Linked DNA regions of Anas platyrhynchos: region 1 is linked to region 2. The links are chromatin contacts, called in public Hi-C maps. All regions are on one chromosome and are shown on one strand. Each heading gives the region's core, a stretch centred on a gene start, on an enhancer-like site or on the middle of the called end of the contact. The rest is flanking DNA. Distances are from core to core; before and after follow the strand shown. Region 1 overlaps SCARB1 (scavenger receptor class B member 1). Region 2 overlaps NCOR2 (nuclear receptor corepressor 2).

Region 1 (4,228 bases), core at 760-3,259, 180 kb before region 2:
TGAGCTGCCGGCCCCGGCATGCTTCCCGCTGAGGCGTGCGGGGCGAGAACCACTTTGGATCCCCAGGGGTCTCTGGAAGGTGACATTGTCCTGGGCAGCTCCGCAGAGACCCTGCACTGCTTGGCAAAGCCATGGGCCTGTGCCTCTGCACCAGTGCTCCTGCGCTGGGCACACAGTGAGGAATGTCCTCGTCCAGCCCCCCGAAACACAGTGTTCGAGAGCCCTTGGCCAAAAGGGGCCCGCGCTCACCGCAGTCCCCCTGTCCCTGAGGGCAGGCAGGACTGGAGGCTGCTGCTGGCTGATCTGTTGTTTTGCAATTTAAAACTGCCTATTGCCAGGAATAAAAGGCACTTTAATGGGAGCCTTTAGAATAAACAAGGTTTGTATACATAGCGCTGGTGGGATTTAGTGATCTTTTTTAAAGCCACTGTTCATCTCACACAAATGGGGCTTGCTGTCCCGAAGCCACTTATGGTTTTATTGCCACTTGATGTGACCAGGCTACACTATAAATCAATTCTGGGTGCTGTCACAGCAGCCATATCTCTCCTAAAGGCTTTCCAGGGTACCTGGAGCCTGCCCAGGGTTGCTTTTGCCTTTGCTTGTGTTGGAGAGCACAGTGGTGATTTTTAAAGCCCCTATCCTGTGCCATGACCTTCAGCTCCAGTGATTCAAGTCCAGAGCCTTTTTATTCTGGCCTGCTGGCTCTCTCCATGCTTCAGGTGACAGCGAGATGAGCCTTGCCAAAAAGCTCTTTGGCATATCAAACCCACCACATCGCTCCTGCCAGACCAGTTTTCTGTGCTGTGTGCTCAGCCCTGCAGTGTCAGCTCGTCCTGGCCATGCACCATCGGTGCAGTGAGGCCATCGCCTCGCTCTGCCCCCGCCACCAGCATGTGGGTGGGGAGCAGGCAGAAGCCGTGCCTCTCCTCAAGTGTTAAGGAAAATACTTCTGCTTTTGAGGTGGAGGAAGTCATGTGCAATAATGAAAGTAACAATCGCCTTAGTGGGATTTGGCAAAACTATTCCAGATTTCTGAAATGAGGTCTTGCGGGATCTGGGGCTGGATGTTAGCTGGGGATGGGGTCACCCTCTGGTGGGAAAGAAGCTCAAAGCCCAGGGCTGCTCTTGGTTAACTACCTTGGGAAAGCCAAAGAGGACAATGCTGGTGCCTATGGCAAGGAAAGAAGTCAGTGGGGCAGTCCCTGGTCTCTCTTGTACCAGAGAACGTCTTACACATCATGTGGCATGGATGCTACCGTGAATTGGAAACCACTGCAATTGTCTAGACAGCCCTGTGACCTCCTAGGGAGGTAAACAATACTTTTCCTCTTACACCTCCGTCCCTCTTACTGGGCAGAAAGAGAACAGGCGATGAAACCACCACCATCTCCTGAGCTGCTGTGTTCCTTACTGGCCGTGTTCCCAGCTCTGCAGCTGGGCTGAGCCTGATTTACCATGGCAATAATTGTGGTATAGCCCAGGTGATAGAGGGGGATCCCAGCAACCCAGAACTTGGTCCACAGGCTGAGCTAGATGCCCAAACCACGTCTCACAGGCAGGACGGGACTAGCCAAGTCTTATGGCCTGCACTGCTGGACTATTTCTGAGTCTTGAAACCAAAATTATCCACCTGCAACCTGTGGCTCTCAGCCTGCCACCTCAGCAAGCCATGACTGACACCGAGCGACCAGCGCTCGCTGCTGTTGTGCAGGTAAGACCAATAAAATACTGGAAAAAAATAAAAAAATTGCAAGAGTTTTTTGTCAAGATGGATTCCGTGGGGGGGCACCTTCCGGCCCTTTGCAGCCCGGGCGTGCTGGGGATGGGCTCGTAGGGTGCTGGGGGGGGGCTCATAGGGTGCTGGGGGGGCTCGTAGGGTGCTGGGGGGGTGTCTGGGGGTGCCAGGCTGCCCCCGGGGGGAAATTTGGGGGGGTCGGGGCCCTGCTGAGCCGCTCTGAGGCCGCCGGGGGGAGCTGTGGTGCCGCGGAGGCCCCGGCCCGGAGGCTGTGCGGCCTGTGGAGGCCATGGCTGTGCGCTCCCTGCCCTGCTGCCAGCAGGCTGCGGGCCCCCCCCCGCCTTGCTGTTAGCCCCAGGGATCGCCACAGCCAGCTCCTCTCCATGCCCACAGCCCCAAGAGGCTGCCCCATCCCACCTCCCCTGGCACCCCAGAGCTGGGGGGGCTCAGACTTTTGTGGGACCCCCCCCAGCAAGGAGCAGCCCCCACATTACCCCCACCTGTGCCCATAGGGCTGCCAGGTGCCCACCTGGTCCTGCTGGGTTCAAGCTCAGCAGGTGCAGGGTGTTAAGGCCTGGTTTGGGAACAAATTGTTGTTTTGGCCCAGGTGGTGTGATTGCTCCACTTCCACCCTTTACATCCAGATTTGCTCCTGCACAGGCTGTGGCTCTGGTCTCCTGGGTGCAGGACTCGCAGCAGGGATAAACTCCTCCAGCGATGAAGGGTGGTAAGTGATGGCAAGAGCCCCAGGGCTGCCTCTGTGCCCTCGGGTGCTTCCTCCTGCTTTTTGTCTGTCTGGGAGGGTAGCCAGGCTCCAGGTAACCTGCAAGGCTCATATTAAGCTTCCCTAAAGCTCCTATATGTGTGTGTATTGTGTGTTTCTCGTGGGGCAGAGTGGTGGTACCCCATGATCCAGCCCAGCTGCTGCCTCCCCAGCACCCTCCTGAGCCACCCAGGCACCAGCCTCACTGCTGGACTGGGGAGCTGGGTGCTTCCCTGGGCACCTGGCCTTGGAAAGTGCAATGGTTGTCTTTGGGGCACAGTTGCAACCTGGGTGCTGCTCTCCTGTCTGTGTTTTTTATTGTTTTAAAGTATGTAGGTAATGCAGTTATAATTATGGGGTGGTGTTGCGATGCAGGAGTGTGCTATGGGGAAACCCACAGCCACTATATGGGTCTGAGCTTTATGTGTATGCAGCTGTCTGTGTGGGACTGAGGATCCCAAAGCCCAGGTAGGAGGTGCCAGGAGGGGATTAAGGGCTTTGTGGAACCTGGTTTGTTTTACACTGAGCCACAACGAACAGCTCTGTCCAGGTGGGAAGTATCTGGAGGGAAGACAAACTGCTCGTGGGGGTTTGGAGCAGAGCCTGTGTTGCTTCTCCATGGCTGGGCACTGCGGGGTTTGCCTGTGCTCCCATGCTGCTTGGTTTTAATCCTGTTTTGGACAGGGATCTCTGCTGTGTCACACTGTGGTGCAACACTCGGGTCCTGGCCATGCCTGTGTGGCTTAAACTAGCATCCCTCCTGCACGCAGGGTAGCGATCCAGCCTGGACACCCCTCTCTCCAGACTATCTATGTGATCTGCCCTGGTTTGAGCCTTTTCTCAGTCTGAGGCTGAGCAGAAAGCGTTTTTCCACTCCGTGCCGCAGTGCTGGCACGAGCGGTGACCGGCAGCCCCGGCCCCCAGCTGCCCTCTGCGCCTTGCCAGCGCAGCGCTCTGCGCAGCCCTCTGCCGCCTTGGCTGCAGCCCAGCCTGCCTGGTGGTGCCCGTGCTGCAGAGAGCTCTGTCGTGTCCCTTCCCCTGCTGCAAACAGAGGGACAGAGCTGGGAGACCCCAGCATGAGCTGTGCCATGGGTACATCCTGCGTGCCGAGACCTGCTTCGAGGGTGTTACCGTCGCAGAAAGCAAATAAGGGCTGCTGGGCTCTGCCAAAGAAGTCTCTGCTCCCAAGTGTGTGTGTTGGATGTCAGTGCTAAACCTCCCGGTGTTCACTGCCTTGTTTAAGTAGCGTGACTGAACTTCTCTATTCCTCCTGATAGCGGGGACGCAGGAGCTTAACTTCACCGCCTCGCTAGGCACCAGAGTCAGGGTTGGGCCATTTCTAGGAAAAAACACTTCTGCATGAGCTCCTCCACCCTGCACTGTCAGGAATTCTCCTGCCCTTTAAAACGGGAAGGAAAAAACATGACATCCCCCCTGCTTTGAGAAGTTCCTTTTAGCAAGGTGTCACCGTGCCCTGGTGGTGAGATCCCCTGCCTGAACCCCGTCGTGCAGCGGGGTGCTCTGCTGGGGATGCTCCATCCCTGCTGCCGTGGGCAAGGGGCTCCCCGTGGTGCTGCTTTGCATGTGGAACCCCAGCCAGGGTGAGACGATGCAGGGACCCGTCCCGAGTCCCCATTTCCCCTTCCCATCTTGGTGTGGTGCCCGTCGGGGAGGTGCCCCCAGGGCTTGGAGCGGTGACGTGCGGCCGGCGCGTAGCCAGGGCTCCC
Region 2 (3,825 bases), core at 1,273-3,772:
AGGGCGCATTATTTTTCCTCTGAGTCACCGGGGTCAAACCCTTTGGCCTTTTGCTGAAGGTTGGCGGTGCCTGGGACTGGTGCTTCCTCATCCAAAAGATGGTGCACTTCCTTTCCTTCCCCCACGCACCTTTATTTTTTTTCTTCCCCTCTTTTTTTTTTTTTTGGATTTGCTGATGCTTTTCCCTCGGGCGCTGACACTCCAGAGCCAGCCTGTGTCTTCGGGGGAGTTTGGGAGCTGGGCCAGAGCCCAGAGCAAACTTTCCTCTGCCTCTCCGTCCTGTTCCTCGATGGGGAGGGGAAACCTCTGCCAAGCAAACCCTGCCAGCCCCTCCTTGTGCTCTGTGTGCCTCGCACAGGCTGTCTCCATCTGCCTGCCCAGCGAGGGACCCTTCCCAGCACCCAGGTCCTGCCAACAGCAGGTGGAAGAAGGGATTTTGAGAGCGATCCAGGATAGGACATGTAGGGACTTACCCGGGGGTTTGGGGCTGTGTCATGGATTTCCCCTCGGTTGGAAGCTGCTGGGTGCTGGCCCAGCTCTGGTAGGAAACTCTTAGCTCCTGACTTGAGTCTTTTAAACAGCTTTTGGGCTATGAGATCTGCGCTGAAATTTGTAACCTTGGGAGCTGAGCATCGTAAGGAAGCAGCTCCTGTTGGCTTCCTGTTCCCAGCTGCTTGTTGCTTTGAACCTACAAGCACCAGCCCTGTATTTTTTGCCTTAAGAGGTCTGATTCATGTCTGATTCTCTTTGGAGGGTCCTCATTTCTGTGCTCCGCAGGTTTTAAACGTGCAGATTTGCACCCTAAGCCCTTTGCCCATTAGTGGTGCTTTTCCAACCTGTCTGATGGGCTTCTGGGTGCCCTGATGCCTCCTCCCTGGGCCCCAACATCAGCCCCAGCTGATGCAGGATGCGCTGGGGAGCCCAGTGGTCGTGACCCACACCAGGGCTGGGCTCCCTGGCTGTAAAATCACCCCCCTGCACTGGGACCAGGGGCACCTGGCAGCACGGAGCCCCCCAGGGATGAGCATGCTGTGGTGTTGGAGCAGCCAGGGCCCCCGAGGCTGTGGTTTTGTAGTAGCTGGTGAACGTGAGCATCCCCGTGTTATCCCTGCCGTGTAGCTGAGACCACTTTAAAATGACCCCGTGTTTCCCCTAGGGAGAAATTTCATTGAGACTTGCGCTCTGAATGCTGCAGTGACCAGAAAGCAATCGAGGGCTTCCATTCTGTTTTATTTTTAAAGAGCTTTCAGTAAATCCACGGATTTCCCAGTCACAGCTCGCCTGGCGATTTTGTTTTTCCTAAATGTCATCCCCAGAGGGACGTGGTACACATTGCTTCCCGTGCAGCAGTGCCGTGCACGTTGTGAGCGTGTCCCCGTGCCATCCAACCCCTCAGGTTTGCTTTTGCTTACTCGTTTAGAAAGTTGTCATTCTGGGCAGGTTGCGGACAGCTCTGAGGAAGGAAGGATGGTGCCTCTCGCTCCTCTTTTTAGCATTTAGTTTTTTTAGCATTTAGTTATGGGGTAGGTAAAACTCATCTCCTGGCTCGCTGTGCTGCAGGGGCTGAGTCCCGGTGCTGGGCAGTCAGAAATCTCCTCGAGGTGCTCTCGTTGTGTGGAACTTGGCTTTGGGTCCCAGTCTCTTATTTCTGAATGGCACAAGTGCTGCGTGCAGGGGCTGCCCGTTAACACCCGGGTTCCCTAACTGAGGGTGTGAGTGGCTGCTCGTGTCCCAGATAAGGAGCAGTGGAAATATTTCAGCAGCCTCCGGGGAGCTGAGCACCATCAGGGCATCGGTGACATCCCGTGTGCACAGGAGTCTTCTAACCCAGACAGAAACCAAAACACGGGTGCCTCCCCTTCTCTTAGAGGAGATTCGCACCTTGTCATGTGCCAGCCTGTTTGCTCTGTTTGCTTCCTCCCCGGGGAGGAGACCCCACTGGGCACACACCTCCTCCTGGGGCTGGTCCCCTCTCCTGGTGCATCGCCAGCACGGTGTCCGGGTGCGTTGTTCTGGCAGCCGTGCAGAGTGCCAAATGCCCCACTGTGCCTTCAGGGCCACGCTGGTTCCTCTCCCCACCTCTCCCTGCACCCGAGGGATCACTTGTGCCTCCCCAGCACAGAGGGACGCATCCAAGGGCAGCCAAAAAAAAGAAGCTGGCGACCTGCTGGTGCCAAGACGCAGCAGCAATGGGCTGCAGGGGATGGCTCTCCCCACACCTCTCTGTGCAAATCACCACTGTCCACACGGGTGCCAGGGGGCTGCAGGGACGTGCCCAGCTGCTCTCCCACCCCTTGCACTGCTGGAAACCCCAGGGGCTCAGCCTCATCCTGCCTCCTGTCCCTGCTGGTGGCTCTGCGGGGAGCTCAGGCGTGCTGCTGCCGCCGCGTAGACATAACAACGCGCAGCGCACGGGCTGGCTCTGCCCGCTCCCCGGGCCCCCCTTTCCCCTCGCCTCCCCCGTGTCGTCTGTTCGGAGGCGCCCAGCAGCCAGGCACCGCGCCGGGCCGTGTTTTGTAGGCATTACGTAGCAAAAACGCTTCCAGCTCGGGCGCTGCCTGCCCTCCCACGGGCTGCGCTGGGATGCGCGGGGACTCGGCGGCGCTGCCGGCAGCCAGCTCCCTCCGGCAGGGGACACGGGGGGCACGGGGACAAGGAAGGGGCCGGGTGGTGCTGCGGGTGCTGCTGTCCCTTTGCACCCAGGCTGGTGAGGCTGGGGGGGTGGCGGGAGGCAGTTCCAGCCAGGATTAAGTTTCTAAATGTCAGGCTGTACCATTTATGCCTTCATTTTTCTTCTTTATTTCAGCCGTTATACAACCAGCCTTCAGACACCAGGCAATACCATGAAAACATTAAAATGTAAGTACGGGGCAATAAAGGCTCTTCTAAATGTCAGGTTGTGTGCTAGGCTGCAGCGGGGGATGCTCGCTCGTTCCCAGACCCCGTCCGTACCTTCCCAGAGCTGCTGCCTCGCCACTCGGGGTGCCCGAAGCACGACCCATCTCCGGGAGCTGGGACAGATGCTGAAGGTGCCGATTGATTTTCCTGGGGGTGGTGGGAGCAAATCCTGGCTCCTCTCTCAGAGCTTTCCTGCAGGGCTCTCACCCTGGCTGCAGGGGGCTGGGGGACACAGCCCCATGGTGCTGCAGCTCTGCCCTCCCCGGTGCCACGCTTGGTGGCGGCTCTGCCGTGTGGGTGACACCGGTGTCCAGGGGTGTTTGGGAAGGAGACGAGCTGCGTGGTGCTTTATTTATTTTTTTTTTCGGCTCGTCTCACGCATGCCGAAGTACGAAATCAGCTGCCAGCATGCGCGCGTGTGTGTTTGCATGCGGGGAAGCTGAAGTGAAATGAGAAGTTGCAATTACAATTAGATTTTCCTGAAGCACCTCTTGAATGTCTAATAACAACTGGTTATTTCAGAGATACTCACTGAGACTTAGCAATCATGTAATTTATGACTTATCACCTCAATACATGATTTAATCATCAACTTGCATTTAATAACCACAACGACTTCCTGAACACAGAAGAAATATAACAGATAATGAGAATAGTGATAATTGTGATTATTGTTGGAAATTTGAATAGGCAAACCAGATCTGAAACTTTTATCTGGCTTGAATGAAGCGATGATTGCTGTGAGCGGGCTGCTCGGCGCTGCCTGCAGCAAGTCTATTTCGGTACGGGCTCGGTCAGCTGCTGATAATCATCTTTAATAATCTATTAACAAAAGTTAATAATCTTCTGCTTTTCAGCAGTATGTTAATTGGTGCCAGGGGAATTACAGGGAAAGAGTTAACGGGCTCCTGCTGTTGTGCTCTGCTG

What was found. A called contact is a pair of places that touch in the nucleus more often than the background predicts.
Region 1: a Hi-C map of liver shows a contact between it and region 2, with 2.8 times the contacts expected there. The contact joins two enhancer-like sites. A contact is called at or near these places in 3 of 8 Hi-C or Micro-C datasets (liver, skeletal muscle and subcutaneous adipose tissue).

The regions. Positions count from the first base shown.
Region 1 is chr16:4,062,757-4,066,984 of IASCAAS_PekinDuck_T2T, reverse strand. SCARB1 (scavenger receptor class B member 1) reads left to right here. Exons shown (of 13, transcript XM_027469978.3): 13 at 1-392. Among named protein-coding and RNA genes, the nearest start is that of SCARB1, 20 kb to the left of the region's middle. Within about 2 kb of position 2,009, at least 2 of the 8 cell types and tissues checked have an H3K27ac peak or open chromatin away from gene starts, as enhancers often do.
Region 2 is chr16:3,888,503-3,892,327 of IASCAAS_PekinDuck_T2T, reverse strand. It overlaps NCOR2 (nuclear receptor corepressor 2), which reads left to right. Exons shown (of 47, transcript XM_072024413.1): 8 at 2,807-2,859. Among named protein-coding and RNA genes, the nearest start is that of NCOR2, 120 kb to the left of the region's middle. Within about 2 kb of position 2,522, at least 4 of the 8 cell types and tissues checked have an H3K27ac peak or open chromatin away from gene starts, as enhancers often do.